Linked DNA regions of Mus musculus: all the other regions are linked to region 7. Evidence: chromatin contacts called from public Hi-C and HiChIP or PLAC-seq data. All regions are on one chromosome and are shown on one strand. Each heading gives the region's core, a stretch centred on a gene start, on an enhancer-like site or on the middle of the called end of the contact. The rest is flanking DNA. Distances are from core to core; before and after follow the strand shown. Region 1 has its middle 59 kb from the start of Pdc. Region 2 overlaps Pla2g4a (phospholipase A2, group IVA (cytosolic, calcium-dependent)). Region 3 has its middle 37 kb from the start of Ptgs2os2. Region 4 overlaps Pla2g4a (phospholipase A2, group IVA (cytosolic, calcium-dependent)). Region 5 overlaps Pla2g4a (phospholipase A2, group IVA (cytosolic, calcium-dependent)). Region 6 overlaps Pla2g4a (phospholipase A2, group IVA (cytosolic, calcium-dependent)). Region 7 has its middle 57 kb from the start of Ptgs2os.

Region 1 (2,873 bases), core at 189-2,688, 220 kb after region 7:
TACACAGATGCACAAGCAGACCAGATGACTAATTAAGCAATATCAAAAAAATTAAAATTTCACAAAAAAGTAGAAATATATTAAATTTAGAGAGAAGTAAATCACGAAACAATTATGAGGTAGAAGAAATTGAGAGCCACAAACACAGAGGCAGTAGTTGAAGTCACGAGATGCATGAAGCAGGTAAAATGAACAAGGAGAAGGAACCAGAAAAGACACGCCCCACAAAAGCCCCACTAATGGTGGGACACTGATATCGAGTAGCTTGTAAGTAAAGGCTGAGAAGAGATATCCAGAGTCACATAAGAACCAAAACAAAATAGGTAGGGAAACGATGGGTGTCAGGGTTAAAAGATGGAGCCAGGAAGGCCATACTGGTTGTCTAACAAGGGACATGAAACAAGGGTCTTTAATTTAGAATGTAGGTTCTTTTCAATGATGTTGCCTAGAGCAAATGGGTTCATGTGTCTTATAAATCTGGAGTAGTTACAGAGAAGGGAAGGCAGGGACTGAATGCACTGGATGTAAAAATTACAGAAGAACTAAGAGGCAGAGATATACAACTTGACAGAGTTAGTGAAAATGAAAAAATGTTTTGAAAAAATTGCCTTTCCAACATTCAAATGCGAATTGAGACTAAATACTAACCTCACAGACTGTTAACTGGTAGCCCTCTGTGCTGGCTATGTACAGTGAGAAGCATCCTGTCATCAATAGGAATACAATAAAATTTATGGTGTCTGTTCTGTTTCACTTAACTGATACCCCTTTCCTTTGTGATATCTGTAACATTTAATGGCACTCAAACACTTTACGTGTAATTCTCAGTTCATTTGGCTGGTAGTGTGGAGTATAGGGACTTCAACTGACTGGTTGCTTCTCATTAGTAAAATGTCTGCCACGTCACCTAGTAATCCTTAAGAAATATATCTGTAAAGTAAATTAATAAGGACTAGATTTATTCTAACTACAACTGGCTAAATTCATCCTACATCCATGTTATACCCCAAAGATATTAAACTATAAAAAGTTGTTTTCTTTATGGAAATTAAGATCATGTCCCTGAGTCCAATATAGTAAATATATTTTCTTTTGTTTTTAGTTTTTATAAGGTGAATATTTTCAGTGGTTCAAGTTTCTATCATTGTTCATTCCTTGAGCATAAATTTTAAAACTACTCAAAACTGCCTAGTTGATCTAGACAGTCATACCCACTGCTGTTCAGCCCAGCAGATGACTAAAGCTAAGTCTAGCAAGTTTACCGAAAGCAATGCAAGTGGAAAAAAGGAAAAATTCACTTGATATTTGAAGTGGAAAAGTAAAACATGAGTCGGCTTTAAATTGTATTTTTAATATGCTTCGTATTTCCTAAGCTATAATTTTAGTGACTCATCTGAAATTATTGTGTCTGTGTTATTCAGGGAATCTCAGAAAAATGTACAGTCACCACTGAGCCCTCAGTAAATCAGGTATGGGGTTTTATGATATCTGTCCTACAGTAGTCAAAGCATTATCTGTGCTTATCTCCCAAGGCTAGTCAACATCACTTGGAGAATGAATCAAGCCATCTCCTTGAAAGAACTTAGCAATTTCCTGTGCCCAGATTGCAACACTATGGCTTGGCTTGTTTGTTAAGACACTAAAACTAGGACAATTTCTCTAATTATACCATATTACCCTTTATGTGCAAAATCAGTGGTGCTCAACCAGGGGCTACTGGGGTGTCTGACATTGATGACAATAATATTTAGAGATATTTTGGTTGTTGTAACTAAGGTGGCAACAGGTTTCCTATAGACATTTGGTGGATTCAGTTCAGAAATGTCAAAAAAATTCTCAGATGACCAGGGGAGTCCCCACAACAAGCAATCACCCAGTCCAAGAGATCAGTAGCATCAAAGTATGTGCTGAAACTGGTTTCTCAGCTTTCCGAGGACCCTCAGCATCCTTGGAAGCAAATCTCAATGCATTACCTTTGCATAGCTTTTCCTAAATCAACGTGCAGTACTAGCTTCACTGACTAAACTTCCTACCTATACATTAGATTTGATTTCATGGTGACTCATCTTGACAAACCAGTGAGAAATTCAAAGTTCAGGCTTGCTGCTGACACTTGTTTTTCCCTGATTATAATTTGAGTTCTATTATAAAAACCATTTCATAGATTTCCATTTCAAGAAATTTACTCTACAATAATCTACCTTTCTACCCTGCCTTTTTAAACTTCTCCAAACTTCATCGCCTGTACCAGTGGTAGCACAGATAATGTGTTAAAAAGTGTGAAGGAGCAGCTAAGTATTTTATTGTTCTTCTAGCAAAAATGTTTAAATAATATTTCTAGAAAGTCATATGGCCAATGTCAATTACTGAGTCACTTTAGTAAAAATAAATACACATTAAAAGGCTATATAGTATGGCCTCCAATATCAGCTAAAACTCTACCTCTAAATAAAATTGAAAACCTTGGTCTATTTTTTTCATCCACTTGCAAGCCAGTGATCATACCAACGACACCTATAAAAGGAACAAATGAAAGCAAAGGAAAGCTCCAAGTTAAAATAAAGTAGAGTTTATTAGCAATATTCTCATTCAAATGGTTGTCCTTGGTGGAGGGTCCTTTAAGAAGTAATCACTATATTAATTGACCATTATTTCCCTGGCTCTGAACAATCTCTTAATACATTTTTTAAGTGCAAAGATTCTCCAATATATATGGAGGAGTTCATCAAGGTCATGAATTGTAGGAAGTGGTTTTAAGGCTCAGAATAAGTAATGCCTTGCTGATATGGCTCAAAGACGCTTGTCTCCTCCAAAACTCCTACATGGAAACTCATGTTGAAATTTAGTCCCCGTCATCAAGCTTTAAGAAGGTG
Region 2 (3,038 bases), core at 142-2,641, 210 kb before region 7:
CTATTTCTTCCAGAGTGGCTAGTTAAATATGCTGTCACATTACCAAACCAAAACAAACCAAAACAAAAACAAAAACAAAACAAACAAACAAACAAAAAACCTAAAAACAAAATAACAGAAAAGAATTTATCCTGAAGAAACTTGAGTCTTTCATATGGTTAAAAAATATTGTTAGTCTCTGCTTGTAGAACCAGAGTCAAATATTACAGAGTCTTTTAATTACATGTTGGCAGAATGCATTTACCCATACATAAGAGAGACATAACACATTCTGGGCTTCAGATCTATTGAAAAAGACTTGAGTCAAAGGCCTCCTTGGCCCATTCATGTCCAGGTTCTGTGAAATAGATGAAAATCAGCCTACACACTTCAGATTGTTTCTTCTTCTTTAAAGATTTACGTATTTTATTTTATGTGTGTGAGTATTTTGCCTGCATACAATTGCACTATGTGTATGCAGTGTCTCTGGAGTGTGGAAAAGGGAGTTGGATCCCTTGTAAATATTTATAGACAGTGCATGGGAACCAAACCTGAGTCATCTGCAAGAAGATCAAGGACTCTTAACTGCTGACCCGTCTCTCTACTCCTGGCTTCTTTAAGACAATAATAACGTTATTAATCTTAGGTTGCTAGGAATTGGAGAATATTGCTAGAAAGTGCTGTGGACAGTGACTAGCACATAGAGAAATATCCTGCAACAGACATGTGCTCATACCATTGCTTATAAACTGTGTGTGATGAAAGTTAGGAAGCTATAAAGCTTATAAGAAGTCAATATGGGCAAGAATGGGCTCATTACACTGTGTGAACTGGCAAATCAATCCTGCTATTCAAATGACCTTCTGTATTTACTTTTAATAGTCTCTGTCTTTCTAGATTCTGGCTGGCTGCCATGTTACCAGTCAGTTCTGCTCCTTCACGCAGATGTATACCCTTGGTGCAGGGAAGGGTAAAACAGCCATCCAAAATGCTTTAGAACAGAAAAGACCCAGGGAATAGTACACTTGTGATGGCTGTCTGACTCTCTCTATCACACACACACACACACACACACACACACAGAGAGAGAGAGAGAGAGAGAGAGAGAGAGAGAGAGAGAGAGAGAACAAAGTTTGGAGACCAAGATTTTTTTTAGCTCAATTGGTAGACTATTTGCCTAATGTATATGGGGGCACTGTGTTCAATATTTTACACTATAAGAAAATAAGGAAGATAGAAAAAACTAGCAATGTTGGTATCACAGAGATATAATGAGATATGAATGGGAGATATATATTCATTCTAGGGTTTGCCTTTATAACTAAAAATCCAAGTCATTTGGGATAAGAGTGTGCAAGTTGAACCACTAGATGGCATATTAACACTATGAAAGCACTGAACAGGCTTCTGTTTCCTCATAAAACAGCCCTACTGCCGCCCTGGGAACCTAATGCTTCCAGGCCAAGAAAAACTTAGTATTAAATCACTTGCTAATTGTAAAGCTTTTAGAAGCTACGTGACACATCTGGATGAATCTAAAATGTCTTATGTAGTATCTGTATCTTTCTATCTTTTTTTTAAGCCAGGAATGACCTTAGAGGGTTTGTATAATTGCTTCTCTCCCTCCATGGGGTTTCAGATCCTCCCTTGCCAGTTTATTCCAATAATATCCATTGTTTCCTAACCTTCTGTATCCTCACTGCTTGTCCCAAGTATTATCCATGCCATCTTCTTCTACACCATTCAAGAGCTTTCCAATTTCTTTTTAAAAAAACAGTTCCCTTAATACTACAGCATTTTCAGTAGATAAGTAAAAAAAAAATTTTAAACTTGGAAAAGAAGATCTTCCTCCCTTCCACCGAAATGAATGATTTTTGAGGGGTCTATAGACAAATTGAGATGCTTATAGTATCAAATTAAAAACAGCAGTCCAGGAGAGAATGTTATGGTGTAACCTTACAGAGAAGACACACCTTTAGAGAGGAATAAAAATAATTACCATCATAAGAAGCAACTACTATTTTCATAAAAATTACTGTGAGGCTCCTGACTAATGTTTGATTTTATGTAAGTCTGAAATACCATGAAAACCAGGACTGTTAGTGTTTGACCACAGCACTGAGACTATGAAAGGCATATAACAAATATTTTCTAGATTAATAAACGCCCAGATAAACCATGAGGAAAATATAACTGGAGTTAAACACATATTATTTCATAAGCAGAGGAGGCAAGCAATTTTCTCCATGAATAACCATATAAAGCTAAGAATGGAATGCTGTGGTAAACGCAGGACATATGAAACACATGGAAACTGGTTGGCTTGGTTGGAAAAGAAAGTGAATGTAGAACACTAAGTAACAAGGCCACTTGGGAGAGAAATGGTTGACAGAGAAAAGAGTAAGGAAGATTTATGCCTTAAGCTCAGTCCCCACTCCAAAACTGTGACTTCTGGCATTTTTTCTAGTTTTTTTTTTTTTTTACTTGATTCCTATGCCTATAAATTCACACACACACACACACACACACACACACACTTAGATCTATCCATCATGCTTCTTTGGCTGGTTTTAAGTGTTGAATGTTTAGGAGAAAATATTTGGTTAATAAAGGTATTCATACTTTTGTTTTTGTTTTTGTTTTTTGGGTGTTTTTTTCTTTTCTTTTCTCTGAAACAGAGTTTCCTGAGAGAAAACTCAGGAACCTCTTACCTTAGCTTCCTGAGTGATAAGATTGCAACCTGGGCTTTTGGTTCTTTGGTGCTCTATGTCTCTGTGTCTTTGAACATAGCCTGGCACATCTAGTAATAAAGACACATTGAACCAATGTACAAATGAGATAGGATAAGGTCACACAGGGCATGAAAGGCAGATTAGTGTGGGGGTGTTAGGGTTCAGAAAACACACCCTCGAATGAAAGTCTCAGAAACAACAACAACAAAAGCCTTGGAAACATGTTCTCTTGTCTATTGTCTCATGGTCCTTTCTCTATTCTTCCTCAGATAATCCAGGACAAGTAGGGTCTCTCTTCCCTAAAGGGGAATATAGACATTAGAACTC
Region 3 (2,848 bases), core at 201-2,700, 160 kb after region 7:
ATCATTTACTTAATTTCTTTATCAAATTGTGAACATTTTAAAAGTTATACATACTTCATATTTAGGATCCAATGTGTTCAAAAATAAGAAATCTCCCTTTTGAGGCTCCAAGGCCTGACACTATTATTAATGCTGTGGTGTGCTTGCAGACAGGAGCCTAGCTAGCATGGCTGCCCTCTGAGAGGCTCAACACACAGATGAAAGAGTCAGATGCAGACACTTACACCCAACCAATGAACAGAAGCTGGGGACCCCTGTGGTTGAACTAGGGAAAGGATGGAGCAAGCTAAGGAGAAGGGTAATCCCATAAGAAGATCAGCAGTCTCAACTAACCTGAACTTTGAGACCTCAAATACACTGAGCCTCCAACCAGGCAGCATACACTAGCTGATATGAGACCCTGGACACATATAAAGCAGAGGACTGCGGGGTCTGGCCTCAGTGAGAGAAGCAGCACCTAACCCTGGAGAGACTTGAGACCCCAGGGAGTGGGGAGGCCTAGCAGGGTAGGGGTGGGAATGGGGACATCCTCTGGGAGACAGGGATGAGGTGGGGGTTGGGGAATGGGATGAGGAACTATCAGAGGGTGGAACAGGAGGGGGATAATGACTCAACTTTTAAAAAAGATTAAAGATAATTTTTTTAAAATTCTCTCTTTTGTTCTTAGTCACGATAAATGCAGTGATTTATTGGACATCTCCAAAAGTTTTCTCCTCCTTTCTATTTGTGGTTCCTTGGCTTTCTTTGTGGTCTTCCCTCCCTAGAAAATTTCAGAAACATTATAGATTTAGAGATGTTGATGGAGCCCCAGATGGAGGTTTAATCAGTAGATAACTTTCCTTTTTACTTTCTTTTTTCCCTTTCTCTCTCCCTTCCATCAATCCAACCTTTCTTCCTTTCTCTTTTTTATTCTTTCTTTTCATCCTAGTATCATACTCCTGATGACCCAAATTAAGTCAGACAGTCACCTAGACTCTAGCAGCTATGGACAGTAGGCTAGAATTTACCATAGAAACAGCATCACTCCTATATGACACTAGAGGGGAAAGACAGTGTTGGGGAAAGTAGAAAAGGGCCAAGGGGCATTATATTGACTATCCAATCAAATAAAGGACTTATTCTCCAAGTTCAAACAGCTCAGAAACTAGAGCTACAAGTGACAAGCAAAAGTAATCTGATTTTTCTTATCTTTTCCTTTCCCTGTGATTTAGTTACAATGCCTTGTTAAGATGCTAAGTGGTGTGGAACAGATGATAAGCAGAGATACACTATATTCTGAACCATAGCGAATTCATAGCTAGATATACAAAAACTGACGCCTAGCAATTTTACCAAAAAGTATTCATTGATGCATTAAAAATATTAAATGTCCCAAGATCATATTGTTTGAGGAAAAAAATACAGCATACTACAGCCCTCTCCTGGAGAGTCATGATATACACTTAGGTTCTGCTTTTTAAGATAACATTTTTTTAAACAAGAGGACAATTGTTTGTGTTCTGTGTTTCTTCTCTTCTAAAGGCTTTGGACTCACTGTTTTCTGCACATCAATTTATCTTAGTTCTGTGAGTGGCCTCAAGTTTTTTTACATGCTAAAGCCCTCACTGTTGCTTAAATTTAGGATAGATAAGTGTTTTGGAGGGCTGGACAGTTTTTAGGTAGTGGGGGTCCACAGGCCTGGGGACCTAAATGTAAGCGTTGGGTTAGGAAGACATCTTTGGCTTCATCATGAGTCAGGCCCTGGTCTGACTCTAACAAATTCTACCATATTCAATGTTTTGAATACTTTTCTATTCTGATTTCATTCCCAAAGCAGCTAGGATTTTGGAGAAATCTAATGCAATTCATCAAAAGAATGCTAAACCCCTTGAGATAAAGGCTACATTGTAGTTATGGTTTCTATAGTTAGTTTAAAAAAAAGTCCATAAAGATTTTTTAATAACAACATGGAACTTTATTAAATCTTTATTATATTGATCTCTTCTAATAAGTAGTAGATCATGATAGAAAGCATTACAGAATAATTCAGGAGTAATGTAATCATACAAATTCAAATTTTTCATGGAACTTCGAATTCATCTTCTCTAAAAGTTTATTTTTAAGAAAATGTTAAAGAAAAACAAAAATAAACAAACAGAAGAGACCTTACCATGGAAAGTGGTATCTATTAGAGTCAGGCCTCTCATGGAGAATAAGGCATCTTAAAAGAAAACATGTTACCATAAAGCCTACACTATCATAGAAAACTAAAACAATGAGAAATAGAATTGTTGGCATGACAGCTAGAGTTGTAAGGCCATTTTACACTGGGTTCAAAGACATGTCAGCCTAGGTAGCTTCTCCTTCATTGGTGCTTGAACAAATTGTTACTGTGAATCACCAAGCATAGAGAAAGATCTTGGTGACTACGAGAACACATCTTACCGGGTGACTTTTAATGTGTGTGTGTGTCATTTATATCAAAGGATCATGGGGCTATCCCACATTGCAACTATGAATTACAAGAAATTTAAAGGGAAGTTTTTGAAGATTAAAGATTGGAAAATCCCTACTCCTTCTGTCGCAATGAAAAAAAAATCCCATGTAACTGATAAAATAAATAAAGGATATATTCAAATAGACGTTTCAAATAAATCATTGGCATACATGTAAATTGAGCCCATGTAGACAGATACGGTGAAGGGAAGAGATACAGGAGGCAGGAACAGGAAATCATTTCTAAATAAAATACAAGTGCAGTTGATTAAGAAAAAGGAATGTTTCCTTATAATCTTTTTTCTTTCATTGAATGTAAATTCTATTCTCACATAAACTATCCTGATAACAGTCTTCTTTCCCTCTACTCCTC
Region 4 (3,222 bases), core at 254-2,753, 130 kb before region 7:
ACAACAACAGCAAAACTTGAAGTATTTTGATATATCCAAGGAGCTGTAAAAACAAAAAATAACTTCTAAGGATGGAGATGTGATACTAGGTGATATTCCAACTATATCTTTGTAATATTTAATTAGCCATTCCAGTTCTACACAACTCTAAAAACATAACAGTTTTTTATTTTCAGGAAAAAACTTTAAAACATTAAAAATAATATGCTAGACATGTTTATACAAATGTTTAAAACTTTAGAGTCATGGGGCTATTTTATTCAACACAGATATTTTAAGAAAGTATTTTGGGAACTTAAGAAAGGTTAATCTCATTTTTTAAAAAATTTAATTCCTTTACATTTTAATCACAGCCTTTTAAAACTTTTTCAGCAAAAAATAGAATGCTTTTAGTCCATGCAAAGAAGACTGAGAACATAACTCAACTGTAAGAGAGATTTGGAAAATAAGCTTTTGTTCTCACTTGACTGAACATGGGCCTTTCAAAGTATAGATAAAAGTAAAAGCAGGAACACAAGGATGCTCCCGTATGAGACAGGAGTGATGAGGGCCAAAATGAGTAATGATGGCTGAGCCTTCAAAGCAGCACATGGGCTGGGTGCAGGGATCCCTACTGGGACAGAAAATGAACTTTCTCTTCGATGCCACCTATATACACCTATACTGCTGTAACCCTCTTCTTCGTACTCTATTGAATAAAGGGTGAAATTCTCTAAACTGGGTGAAATCCCACCTAGCCAAGGTTATTGAAATAGACAATGGTATTGTTAACTGAACCCCTAAGACTTAAATTAATACACACACACACACACACACACACACACACACACACACACACAAAACTCTTCAAATTTAAGTGCAGAGGAAAATGCCTAAATGGACTCCTAAAGTTACTTGAAAATTCACATAGAATGTGTCATTCTAAGCAGAAGAGGAAAACATTCCACTTTAGCACTTTAGCACCTGGTACTTCTCCATGCCTAACACGTTCTCTTCGTTGTCACATAGAGCGAAGACATGTGAGATAAACATGTTAGGAGACACTTGACTCATCTTGAAATTATCTCCTCTGAAATGACCGCTGGGGAATAATTTCATTAGATTTAGAGCCCTTTAAACTTTTGGGTGGACTCAAAAACATTCCAAACATATTAGTAAACTCTTAAAAAACTCATATTCAGTCATAACCTAAAGGCTGACCCCAGAGAAAGAAATTACCAAATACACACATCAGGGCAGCAGATAGGAAAGAGCAAGGTTAGTCAGTTCCAAAGAATAAGATTTGAAATTCTGTAATTAAAGTACATAATTACTAATAAAAATCTCTATACTGTGTGCTTCAGAAAACGTCTAATAAAATGTGGACAGAAATAACACAGACATTTATAATCTGGACAGGAGGAGTAACATAAAGCTATTTTTCCAATCCTCTCCTCACTGAGGCAGCAAAAAGAGGCTCATGAATTTGATTTATTTCCCCAGTACTCCTTAAGCTCTTAGTTGAGATGTTTGAGAGTATTTACATTTTTTATGTGGATACAGGAAATGGTTCCACAACAACAGGCAGTGTATCGAGCACACAGATAAGTAACTCAATGCTAACTGAAATGTTCACATTTCCAAGACAAGGTAAACAAAGTCAGAGGGAGGGCGTGTAGGTTGTCTAGAAACAGGGCGCTTGTGTAGGGGAATCACTAGGACTTTGTGGTCTTTTGAAGAGGCTTTAACTAGGTGGACTTAAAGGAGGAATTTAGGTTGATGCTTTAAAAACAAGACTGGAAAAGGTGAGTGGGGAGATGGCTCAGTAGGTTGAAAACAAAAGCATTTTGTGCAGTTGTGGTGATGTAATTATGGATCCTCAGAACACATAAAGTCAGGCAAGCCGCTAAGTGTCACAATGTCCTCACAGAAAGAAGGAGAATTCCTGGAAGCTTGTATGTCAGGTAGCCAGGATCTGAAGCTATGAACAAGAGCTGATCAAACAAGGTGGAAAGTATAACTGACTGACACTTGTGGAGCTCTATGACTACACATACGGGCTGTGGTATGCATGCAAAACATTAACACACATGAGCATACGTTTGTATTTTACACACACACACACACACACACACACACACTATTTTAAAACCAGTTGTAAAAAAGATGGCAATCTTTCCTGAAATTCACCTGAGTTTTAACTTTCTTGCTTTCCAAAGGGTTAGAAAAACACATGAAACTCAAGAAGAACAAAGACCAAAGTGTGAACACTTCACCCGTTCTTAGAATTGGGAACAAAACACCCATGGAAGGAGTTACAGAGACAAAGTTTGGAACTGAGATGAAAGGATGGATCATCTAGAGACTGCTGCACCCGGGAATCCATCCCATAATCAGCCTCCAAATGTGGACACCATTGCATACTCCAGCCAGATTTTGCTGAAAGGACCCTGGTATAGCAGTCTCTTGTGAGGCTATGCCGATGCCTGGAAAACATAGCAGTGGATGCTCACAGTCAGCTATTGGATGGATCACAGGGCCCCCAATGGAGGAGCTAGAGAAAGTATCCAAGGAGCTAAAAAGATCTGCAACGCTATAGGTGGAACAACAATATGAACTAACCAGTACTCCCAGAGCTCGTGTCTCTAGCTGCATATGTATCAGAAGATGGCCTACTTGGCCATCATTGGGAAGAGAGGCCCCTTGGTCTTGCAAACTTTATATGCCCCAGTACAGGGAGCACCAGGGCCAAGAAGTGGGAGTGGGTGGGTAGGGGAGCGGGGGGTGGGGGGTGGAGGGTATGGAGGGCATTCGGAATAGCATTTGAAATGTAAATGAAGAAAATACCTAATAAAAAATTGGAAAAAAAAAGAAAGCTATGCTCTCACCCACTGTGTGGTAGCCATGGGTCTGTGCTCAACATCATTATCCTATGGAGGTTCACAAGTGCTCTTTATTGTTATACAAACTAAGAAGAAGTCTTCCCTTAGGGATTTCATTTCCTGACAAAAGCAGAAGGCCAGGATCCATAAAACCATGGACCTGAAGATGGAAGCCAGTGATGTCATCATCAATGCTTGCTGCAGGCTTTCCTTCTGCACTATAGGAAATTCTAAACACCTAGAATTCTTGTAGTTTCTTAGGGAAAGGGGGAGACCACCCACACTCATTACCTTTAATGAGTTGGGGCTTGGTCTTAAGTTTGCTTTTTCTTGCTATGGTCAAAGACCAAGACCAAAAGCA
Region 5 (3,166 bases), core at 609-3,108, 170 kb before region 7:
ACAAAAAACCAACACAAATTACTAAGAATAATTTTACTTCAACATATATGACTGTAACTTTTCAAAATGTGTACTATTTATCTTCACACAGATTTCGTGTTTCTGAAGTCTAGAAAACTTTGCTCACAAAAGGTATTATAGCACCTATTTTCTTACTTCAAACTACATTTCTCTTTCTTTCATTTCTATATTTGATGTACCAAATGTAGTCTGTTTTATGACAAGGACCATTAAGTCTTTCCCTGAATGATACAGGATAAATGTAAATAAGGCACGCAATGCTTCACATCGGGGAGCTGTCGAGTCACAGTGTGATTTTTTTAAAAACCCAAGTGAGAAGGGTTTGATGTGGTCATTCTGTCTCTGGAAATTGTCATTCCTCACTGTACACCAACAGATATAAATTATCTAAATTCTATGTACACTGCAGTACAACTTCTTCACCTATATTTAGTTGAATTGCGAATAAATCAATGTGAACTGTAACAAGTACTCTTCCCAAAGGCTTGCCTCAAGCAAGATCAAAAGACTCTCTCCTCCCTTGTGTTTCTCTCAATACTAATCTATCCCTCCTGCAAGTTAAGAAAAGTCTTTCCTCAACAGCTAAAGGTTGATGAAAATCTTCAATTGTCCATGTCAGAGAAAGGCCTTTGCGAGGGAATATAATGCATACACTGTATTGTGATGTGAGCTCACTGTTCTCTGGATCCCATGGAGAAGGGCTCCCTTCTTCCTCTGCCTCTATCTTACAAATGACGAAGTAGAGTCATTCAATTTCATTCTATCTCTACTTTCCATTTTTCTCAGGAAGCACTTGGATTGGGAATTTAAGTTCTGGTGTAAAAACCAAAACGCAAAAACCTTGGTTCCAAATTAATGGTCTTTATTGTTTAGCCCTATGAGTACATATTCTTTAGAATTCATCAGAGTGAGCCGGAATCCTTTCCATGATATCATTGTCTACTTGGATTTGAATTTTGGCTTGAGTGGTAGCTAAAAATAAAATAATAGGCAACTAGTTTTTCTTTGCATCTCTTTAAGATTAAATGCCTCTGTCTCTTTGGATTGACTCAGAACTAAATACCTCTAGGTTAATGCATATAAGGACACCTGAAGTTCATATATGTCACTCCACATTATGACTCTACAGTTAAGCCTTAATTTTGATCCCAATTTTACTAATCAAGTTTCTAAGGAATGTCTTTGGCAGAACGTGTATAAATCAATGAATCAAATGGTCATATATTTATTCACATAAAAACCTGTAAGTGTTTACTTATAATTTTCAACTTTTTTATAGAAGATACATCATTATTTCTATATAAATGAATTTAAGTGTAAACTTTTCAGTGCTATGCCATTCCAGAAGGAAAAAGGCTCGGTGTAGACCCTATCTTCCAATACTACAGGCCACAGAGCACATTTCAACGCATTAGTGTCCCAGTCCTTGGATTTGCTGAATTAGAATCCTTGGGTGCATACATACAGACTTTCTATATCAAAAACATGCCAAAGTAACTCTCTTTCTCAATCAAGATTCTGTAAACTTGAGAAGACTGTCCACAGTATCTTAGGAGTCCTCCACACTAGTGAACAGCTTTAATTCTCAAATTTTATGTTAGCCAATTTAATGGACGAGACACTATTATTATTGTCTATAGACACAGAGACACTTTGATTTCTCTTTAGACAGTAATCCAGTACAAATATGGTAATTAAGATTATATAGCCTCTGCCAGTACTACAAGACAACAGCTTCTCTGTGGGAGAGAGCTTTGTTAAGAGCCTAGGCAAGAGAACACAGAATTAGCACTGTGACTCTCTGTGCTTACTCATGCCAAGTCTCCCGAGTTTATATTTAATGAGTCATAGGAACCATCCAAAAATAATTTCAGAAATAATTACTGTAAAGGTAGCTACAGTCATAAGCGAACCTTTGACTAACCTGAAACTGAATTTTGTGACCACAGAGAACTGTCTGGGAGGTCCAGGGCTACTCCACATATATTTGTACTAACTCATTTCTGCCAAATTATGAACATGAAGCATTACAGAACAATGAAGTGTAGTTTGTTTTTCCAAGTCTTTCTGAATTCTTCATTTTACTTTCTTACCTGTCTTACTCAAAGAAGATTCATTAGCATGAACTACCTGCCACCCTTCTTGTACCCCGGGAAATGCTTCTTCAGAGTTGACTTCTCCCTGTATGTGGCCTCTACTTGAGATCTGTCGCTCTCTAAATCTTTTCTGCTCATGGTCTATGACCTTTTCCTTTGTTGTCTTTCAACTACCTCTCTGTGCTGTTCCCGGCACCTCAGACATTTACCTCAATATCCAAGTCTCTTAAATTTGCAAAACATAACAAGGAAGCCCTGTAGTCTCCTCAAACAATGTCTGTCCTTTTTTTTTTCCTTTCTGTCCCACGTTTTCAAGCATTCACATTGCCACATTTGAATTTCTGCATTATTTCATGTAACTCCATGACCGAAAGGACATGACTTAACTGAATTAAGTGATTCCTAATTAAAACCACATACATTTTCCAAACTCAGGCTAGCCTGTTTCTCAGAGCTGTCCCCATGCCTGTGCTCTGGGACTCATCTTTCCCTCCAGACTCTTCTCTCACCTCTCTTGCTATTTCTATTAGTTTTCTTTCTCTTTTCTTTGTCTGTTACATTTAACTCTTCTCAGGATTCTACAAACTAAACTGTTACAACAGCGCCAAGTGGTCAATTTGTAAAGGTTTGTGGAACTGTTGAAGCTTGTTGTGCACATATAATATGGCAAAATGGAAGTCATGGAGAAAGCCTAGAGTCAGGAAGAAATCCATGTAAGTAAATAATGGAGTCACAGAAGAGAGAGCGATTAGATGGGATGCCATAGAACCTAAAAGGACAGTATGTCTGACACATCACAGCCCTTACCTCCTTACTCCACCAAAGAAATAAAGGAAAATATGTACAATATATACACATGGAGTAGCCTGTGAGTGAGCAAGTATCACAAATATTTAAAGACCAAAGGTCATTCATGAAAATGGAATAAAGATGGTAAAGCAAATATTCAAATGAAAAGGAGTAGAGCTGACATCATGTCTGTATGAAAGTGTGTACAAATGTAAAACGTTCTGACACTTCATATGGCACGTTATCACACTCCTTACAAG
Region 6 (3,014 bases), core at 81-2,580, 190 kb before region 7:
ATGCAGTGCAAACCTCAGATGAACTGTTTTGGCAAAATGATACTGAAAAAGAGATGAAACGAAGTATACACCAAGAAAACTTCCATTCTTACATCAGCAAAACAATGACTAATAAAGCCACAGGGATGGGTGGTGTGTGATGGAGGGAAGACTTAGAACAGCCCCTGAGACCTGTGGCCCAAGCCAAGATTTGCTGAGCCATTTGGAACAAAGACAACAGAACTAGTTTCTCTGATATTCTTTGTCTAGAAAGTTAAGTAGCTGAAGGTCCTTTATAGATCTAACAGCTATGAGTATGATTTGCTTGATTCTGTCAGCAGTCACCGTAAAGCACGAGTTTCAGAAGAAGCATTTACCACAGGACAGTTAAGACAAACAGTATAGTCACAAAACAAGAAAAATAATGCTTCCAGCTGTATGTTTTAATCCATTTTTAGTTCGGGTAAACTTACTCTATCACAATTAGATTTTTATTACAGATAATCTGCATAGATTTGGGGATAATAAATGTATAATTAAAAGCAACTCATGCCGGGCAGTGGTGGAGCACGCCTTTAATCCCAGCACTTGGGAAGCAGAGGCAGGCAGATTTCTGAGTTCAAGGCCAGCCTTGTCTACACAGTGTGTTCCAGGACCGCGAGGGCTATAAGAGAAACCCTGTCTTGAAAAAAGAAATAAAGAAATAAAGAAAAAATGTAACTCATATCCAAGAATTTAAGGCCGTGCACGCAATACAAAATGCAACATTTGTTCCCCTTAAAGTCAAACAAACAGAAACCAACAACAAATTCTGAAGCCTATAATAATTTCCAAAGGCAATGGGAAAGCTTCAGGGAGTTTTGTTGTTTATCTGATCTAAAGTTTTACAGCATCATAGTAATGACCTTAAGACAGAGATGATTAAGAAATGATATTTAGACGACTAAGATAAGATGATGGGGTGATTGAGAGGAAAATTTCAGGCCACCATATAAAAGATGTATCCCATATAACTTACCAGCAAGGCTAACGTAACATTTAATCTGTAAGTCACAGGGAACTGAAGAATAAAAGGTTACTACACTTGGGAATTTCACTTAGGGACAAGTGTGAAAGTGACTAGATTCTTAACCAAGCAACTTCACAAGGTTTCCTAGTCTTGCCTGAAAACTGGAGAGGAATTTTCCCTGTCCAGATGGGCACTGCAGAAGGCTCCACTCCAACCCCTGTGCTGCACGTTCCCTGTTACCACAAGGGGGCGCCAGGCCTAGAGAACTTTCATCGCATCCTCAAAGATCCCATCTGTAGAGACCTGGCCTTTTCCAAAGAGGCCCGCCCACGGGATAGAAAGGAGGAAATGAGACATAGCTGTGCTGCTTCTTCTCTTTCCGTTGCCAGGCACGACTGTGGAGGCGTTTGGGGAATGAGTCTGGTGTTTTTTGGAGTCACTCCTGGAAGCCTCGGACTTGCTTCTCTAATCCTTGGAACAACTCTGGAAGCACCTATTTCCCTACTTTACACTATTCTATAATTATCACGGTAGAGGTTTCCTGTTGACTCTAGGGGAACCCTGATCAATTAAGAAAGTATTTCAAAGAATATTTTCTATACTAGCATGGCTAGGCCATTACCTAACCAATGTATTTTTCTTCAATAGTAGCAGTAGTAGTAGTGGTGGTAGTAGGAGTAGCAGTAGTAGTAATGTCTCTCACAAGTCAATGTTCTTAAAATTGAGTCTAGTTAAATGTTGACCATAATTACAATGCTTCTCCCCAATTAAAATTAAAGATATCCTGAAGTAGCTTAGACGGCTTACATACCTGCTACCGCTGCGTCGAGCTCGTCATCGAAGGAATCCTGAGAGCTGAAGTCTCTCAGGGGAGACAGTGGATATGATGTGTTGAGATTCAAGCCCAGCATGAAGTTATGCACCTTTCCGGCACGTCCTTCTCGGGTATTGAATAAAGCCGAGTCGCTCACCAAGGCCATTAGCATCCGATGGACCCAACTTGCTTGGTTGTCGCTTTGGTACTCTTTTTCAGCTTCTTCATTCTCGGTGCCTGAAGGGGAGGAACATGCCACATGCCAAATATTTACACACGTGCCAAAATGTACAGGTTTTGGCTATTATTAGCTTTGTTAATCATCAAAATTAAAACTAAAGTTCTAGGGCTTTTGTGCAATAAAATAAAATAATATAACAGAATATAAATGCCCAGTCGTTTTTTGTTTTCAAGTCCTCATAGTTACCTTTTACCTACACACAAGGTCAGTCTATATTCTTCACTGAAACCTCTGGATCTATTTAAATTTTTCACATAAAAATTTTTCTTCCTTCTCCCTCTCCCTAGCTCTCTTTCATCCAACACACACACACAACACAGACACACACTGAGAGTCCATATTACTTCATACTACCACCTATGTTTTCTAATTTTTCCTAAGAGTCCATATCCTGCTTAATAAACATCCAAGAATTACACAAAGCTAGGCAGGACAGCAGACCCACCATCTGACTGCTGATAAATAAACACTCTCATGCATCGATCTTATGACCTGCTTATAAAGTCTGGGGATTTAAAACTCTGTAATTTAAACAAATGATATAAAGTGTTTTAAAATTCACCAGTGGTCCAGAGAAGCAATGACAAATGATTTCCTCCTCGCAAACTATGCCCAGATCAACTCTAGGGGAGGGCTCATTCTGTGTTCTAATCCTCTCCACGTTTAGTGAGTTTGAAGGAACCACTTTCCAGCCTTCCTTTCCTCATTAGGAAGTCAATCGCGCAGGATTATAATGAGAGTTATTGTGATTTGGATCTCAGGGTAAAGTTCTCAGGGAAGCGGCTGGCCTTCGATTCCAGCTGGGAATAGAAAGTCTTACAGCTGGCAAACTGCAGCATAATCTTATCAGTGTCAAAGAACACCTGAGCAGAACCCTTCTGCTCTGGCATCTAGGAACCAAGTGAATAACTATACACGCATACATAAAATTCTGTGTATTAATGGGTTATTTTTCTTTTTTTTTTTTTAGA
Region 7 (2,883 bases), core at 299-2,798:
TACTGGATGGATTTGGCCCACAGGAGTCACTGGCAGAACTACAAAAGGCACAAGGGCAGTTTCCTCTCGTATGTCTTTCCTGCCAAACTGCCCCAAGCTGATTGAATTCCTTCGATGAAAGTCATGATCCTTTTAAGCAGCCTCCTGCACATAGTCTCTTTCATTAGATACCAATAATGCCATCCACCCTTTACTACTTCATTCAAGCCTGTAGGCAGTAAAGTCTTATCACAACATTGTGCTCTCCCTTTTAACTTTTAGATGTAATTTTCTCCTGAAAGTAGTTTATGTTTTACCAGTACCCCACTGACGTGAAGGTTCATTCTTATGTCTCCAGCAACAATTCCTGCACAAAGTTAGCTTGCAGATGCCAGGATGTGCGTTTTGGCATATATGGTATGTATGTGGGATGGGGTGGGCGAAGGAGGGGAGGAATAGGGGATCCCCTCTCCATATAACTGATGTTGCAGTTGATATTCAGCTAAGTGTTTCCTGAATGGATCTGAAATTCTAAACCTAAGAAATGGGACCTGGCAGCCTAGTTGATCAGGTACATAGATTCTGCTTCTTCAGAAGCAATTTTGAGAATACGCATCCTTTAGAGAGGTGTCCATTGCTTCTACTTGCCAGAAGTTTCTAACAGAGTAAGTCTTAGTAGCCAAAAACCTTCTATAGACCCAGAATTCAGTGTGTGGGTTAGTCAGTAAACTTTGCCACTGGATAAAAACAGTCATCCTTAACTTATAGCCCGTTGTAGTAACATGTACCTTTAACCTCAGTATTCAGGAGGCTTAGGTAGGAGGAGCTCCCTACATTTGACATCAGCCTCAGTTATATGAGGAGTCCCAGGCCCACTAAGACTAAAATAGTTAGACCTATTTAAACAAACAAAAAAAATCAACAGTAATTATTTTTCTAACACACGAGTTAATATAATAAAATCATATAATTAATCTGGGCCAGGGGTGGCAAAAACAAGAGTTGAAGTTTTGTTATTGAATTGATGTTAACATGGCTGGAATGGAAAAGTCCTAGAACCATGGTGGTGAAGCATTTTAGACTGTCCAGTGACCATCTCCGTGTCTGTATCTGGAAAGAAACATAGCTACCATTTCTGAGCACTTTATTGCATATCAACAACTAGGCATTTTAATAACACTAACTCATTTAATTTTCATGAAAAGGTGGGCACTGTCTCCGTCAACTCCAGCTCTACCTCTGAGTGAGCTGAAACACAGATGTAAGTAATTTAATAACATGAGGCATCTGCTCCGAGCTTGTTCTCTTAACTGTACCAAGTGACCTTTGTCACTGGAGCACTCTCATGCTAAATGTGTCATCTTCAGGGTTTGTTAGCTGAGTCTCCTTATTTGGAGCTTTATTTCCTTCCTGAGACAGAAGAGTAGAACGCGCCCTCTTGATTTCCATGTCCTGATTTCTCAGGTCACTGATACACAATACTTTGCCCATGAATCCACTGGACCCTTCCCTCTTCCCTGCCTCTGGAGTCATTTCATAGTAATGCATGACCATTGACATAACACAGGACCACTGGCACCTGTGTTTATTTTAAACTGACAACGTCATTACTCACATTCAATGCTTACCCTGTCTGGATCTCACTTCAGATAATGCCTCTAGACAACATTCCAGCTCTAAATACCTCAGCAATTACAGAGCTGGGCCTGGAGAAATTACAAACTACCACTGAAACCTCAAAGTTAAAAATGCCATGGTTGACACAATGGCTGTCATGCCAGCACCCAAATATATTGTCCTATGTGTTTCAGGAGGGCTTGGGATAGGGTCTCATTTAGTAACACAGGCCTTGTGTTCTCAATCCTTCTGCCTTCATGTGTGGAATACATGGCCTACCAACAGATACCAAGACCAAACACAACAGGTTATTGCCTTTGTATCTTCCAAAGCTTTTCGATTTTTCCCAATCTCTCCCTCCTATGATACTTCTTTCTGATTCTTTTATTATTACCCCATTTCTATGGGAACATGTGCATGAGATCTTTTGCTCAGTGAAGGAAGGCTGCTGTCTTCTCAACTTTAGTTTGCTGTCTTTGAGGTCCTCTGTGACCCAAAGCAAAACAGGCACTGAAGAAAGTGGTAGCATAATGTCTAGAGAGAAAAAGATAGCTTCACTGACAATAGGATCCACGTGTGCTCCAAATAAGAAAAGAAAAAGCAGGATTGTGGTGGGTGATTTTTTTTCAACTAATTTAATTACTCTTTAGGGACTAAATTAAAAATAGCCCCTTGATTAAAAATAACTCAGTTCTCCTTTTTTAATTGAACCAGCATTTGCACAAATGTCACAGCTGGAACAGCGGCACTCAGAACCTCGGTGCTTCATGGAAAATACAAATAAGTAGCCAGGTCATACTGGTCTGCCTGATCATACTGAAGATAGAGCATCTTTAAATGTTAACAGATGTGTGAACAAAGGTTTTCATTGATTTCCAATTGGTTGATTGATTGACGTGGAACTTTCTTTAGATGTCGGGGTAAGGTTGAGCCAACAGAAGAGCCAAGGTAGCATGTGCTACTTTGAATATTGAAACTAGAAGTTCACATGATGATGGCTCCTTTTTGAGACCTGTTAAAGAAAATATCCATTGTAATTACTAAAGGAAAAGAGTCCTTTGAGATCCATCAGGAATTGTATGGGCAACCTAACATCCTTGCTGTTTGTGTCTCAGTTTTACTTGAAGTATAAATTGTTTGAGAGGTGATCTAAATTTGTTTCAAGCAGTTTTATTATCCAGAGCTTTTTATTCGTTCATTAGGCTTTTTGTCCCAAAGTACAGTTCACATTTCTTGTGCTATTACATTTAATAGCACTTTGACTGATGGATAAATGTTTGGGGGCAC

What was found. HiChIP or PLAC-seq counts read pairs in DNA pulled down with a chosen protein or histone mark. Hi-C and Micro-C count contacts between places; a contact is called where the count stands out from the background.
Region 1: a contact with region 7 is called in a CTCF HiChIP or PLAC-seq map of the NIH/3T3 cell line, with 11 read pairs. The contact joins two enhancer-like sites. A contact is called at or near these places in 1 of 15 datasets of contacts at CTCF or cohesin (the NIH/3T3 cell line) and 2 of 115 datasets of contacts at active chromatin or transcription factors (embryonic fibroblasts and embryonic stem cells).
Region 2: a contact with region 7 is called in a CTCF HiChIP or PLAC-seq map of the NIH/3T3 cell line, with 26 read pairs. The contact joins two enhancer-like sites. A contact is called at or near these places in 1 of 15 datasets of contacts at CTCF or cohesin (the NIH/3T3 cell line), 2 of 484 Hi-C or Micro-C datasets (embryonic fibroblasts and pancreatic cancer cells) and 2 of 115 datasets of contacts at active chromatin or transcription factors (the NIH/3T3 cell line and embryonic fibroblasts).
Region 3: a contact with region 7 is called in a Hi-C map of pancreatic cancer cells, with 2.4 times the contacts expected there. The contact joins two enhancer-like sites. A contact is called at or near these places in 1 of 15 datasets of contacts at CTCF or cohesin (the NIH/3T3 cell line) and 2 of 484 Hi-C or Micro-C datasets (nephron progenitors and pancreatic cancer cells).
Region 4: a contact with region 7 is called in an HNF4G HiChIP or PLAC-seq map of pancreatic cancer cells. The contact joins two enhancer-like sites. A contact is called at or near these places in 1 of 484 Hi-C or Micro-C datasets (nephron progenitors), 1 of 115 datasets of contacts at active chromatin or transcription factors (pancreatic cancer cells) and 2 of 9 other capture datasets (adipose tissue and liver).
Region 5: a contact with region 7 is called in a CTCF HiChIP or PLAC-seq map of the NIH/3T3 cell line, with 10 read pairs. The contact joins two enhancer-like sites. A contact is called at or near these places in 1 of 15 datasets of contacts at CTCF or cohesin (the NIH/3T3 cell line), 1 of 484 Hi-C or Micro-C datasets (embryonic stem cells) and 2 of 115 datasets of contacts at active chromatin or transcription factors (the NIH/3T3 cell line and pancreatic cancer cells).
Region 6: a CTCF HiChIP or PLAC-seq map of the NIH/3T3 cell line shows a contact between it and region 7, with 14 read pairs. The contact joins two enhancer-like sites. A contact is called at or near these places in 1 of 15 datasets of contacts at CTCF or cohesin (the NIH/3T3 cell line), 3 of 484 Hi-C or Micro-C datasets (embryonic fibroblasts, pancreatic cancer cells and uterus) and 2 of 115 datasets of contacts at active chromatin or transcription factors (the NIH/3T3 cell line and pancreatic cancer cells).

What each region holds. Positions count from the first base shown.
Region 1 is chr1:150,258,998-150,261,870 of GRCm38.p6, forward strand. No RefSeq gene overlaps it. Among named protein-coding and RNA genes, the nearest start is that of Pdc, 59 kb to the right of the region's middle. Within about 2 kb of position 1,439, at least 9 of the 459 cell types and tissues checked have an H3K27ac peak or open chromatin away from gene starts, as enhancers often do. A contact at or near this core is called in the NIH/3T3 cell line and embryonic fibroblasts, where this site is marked.
Region 2 is chr1:149,831,785-149,834,822 of GRCm38.p6, forward strand. All of the region lies in intron 17 of Pla2g4a (phospholipase A2, group IVA (cytosolic, calcium-dependent)), which reads right to left. Among named protein-coding and RNA genes, the nearest start is that of Gm23535, 130 kb to the left of the region's middle. Within about 2 kb of position 1,392, at least 22 of the 459 cell types and tissues checked have an H3K27ac peak or open chromatin away from gene starts, as enhancers often do. A contact at or near this core is called in the NIH/3T3 cell line, embryonic fibroblasts and pancreatic cancer cells, where this site is marked.
Region 3 is chr1:150,200,786-150,203,633 of GRCm38.p6, forward strand. No RefSeq gene overlaps it. Among named protein-coding and RNA genes, the nearest start is that of Ptgs2os2, 37 kb to the left of the region's middle. Within about 2 kb of position 1,451, at least 12 of the 459 cell types and tissues checked have an H3K27ac peak or open chromatin away from gene starts, as enhancers often do. A contact at or near this core is called in pancreatic cancer cells, where this site is marked.
Region 4 is chr1:149,911,673-149,914,894 of GRCm38.p6, forward strand. All of the region lies in intron 3 of Pla2g4a (phospholipase A2, group IVA (cytosolic, calcium-dependent)), which reads right to left. Among named protein-coding and RNA genes, the nearest start is that of Pla2g4a, 48 kb to the right of the region's middle. Within about 2 kb of position 1,504, at least 18 of the 459 cell types and tissues checked have an H3K27ac peak or open chromatin away from gene starts, as enhancers often do. A contact at or near this core is called in pancreatic cancer cells, where this site is marked.
Region 5 is chr1:149,874,908-149,878,073 of GRCm38.p6, forward strand. All of the region lies in intron 8 of Pla2g4a (phospholipase A2, group IVA (cytosolic, calcium-dependent)), which reads right to left. Among named protein-coding and RNA genes, the nearest start is that of Pla2g4a, 85 kb to the right of the region's middle. Within about 2 kb of position 1,859, at least 35 of the 459 cell types and tissues checked have an H3K27ac peak or open chromatin away from gene starts, as enhancers often do. A contact at or near this core is called in the NIH/3T3 cell line and pancreatic cancer cells, where this site is marked.
Region 6 is chr1:149,855,646-149,858,659 of GRCm38.p6, forward strand. Pla2g4a (phospholipase A2, group IVA (cytosolic, calcium-dependent)) reads right to left here. Exons shown (of 18, transcript NM_008869.4): 14 at 1,800-2,039. Among named protein-coding and RNA genes, the nearest start is that of Pla2g4a, 100 kb to the right of the region's middle. Within about 2 kb of position 1,331, at least 60 of the 459 cell types and tissues checked have an H3K27ac peak or open chromatin away from gene starts, as enhancers often do. A contact at or near this core is called in the NIH/3T3 cell line, embryonic fibroblasts and pancreatic cancer cells, where this site is marked.
Region 7 is chr1:150,041,728-150,044,610 of GRCm38.p6, forward strand. No RefSeq gene overlaps it. Among named protein-coding and RNA genes, the nearest start is that of Ptgs2os, 57 kb to the right of the region's middle. Within about 2 kb of position 1,549, at least 28 of the 459 cell types and tissues checked have an H3K27ac peak or open chromatin away from gene starts, as enhancers often do. A contact at or near this core is called in the NIH/3T3 cell line, embryonic fibroblasts and pancreatic cancer cells, where this site is marked.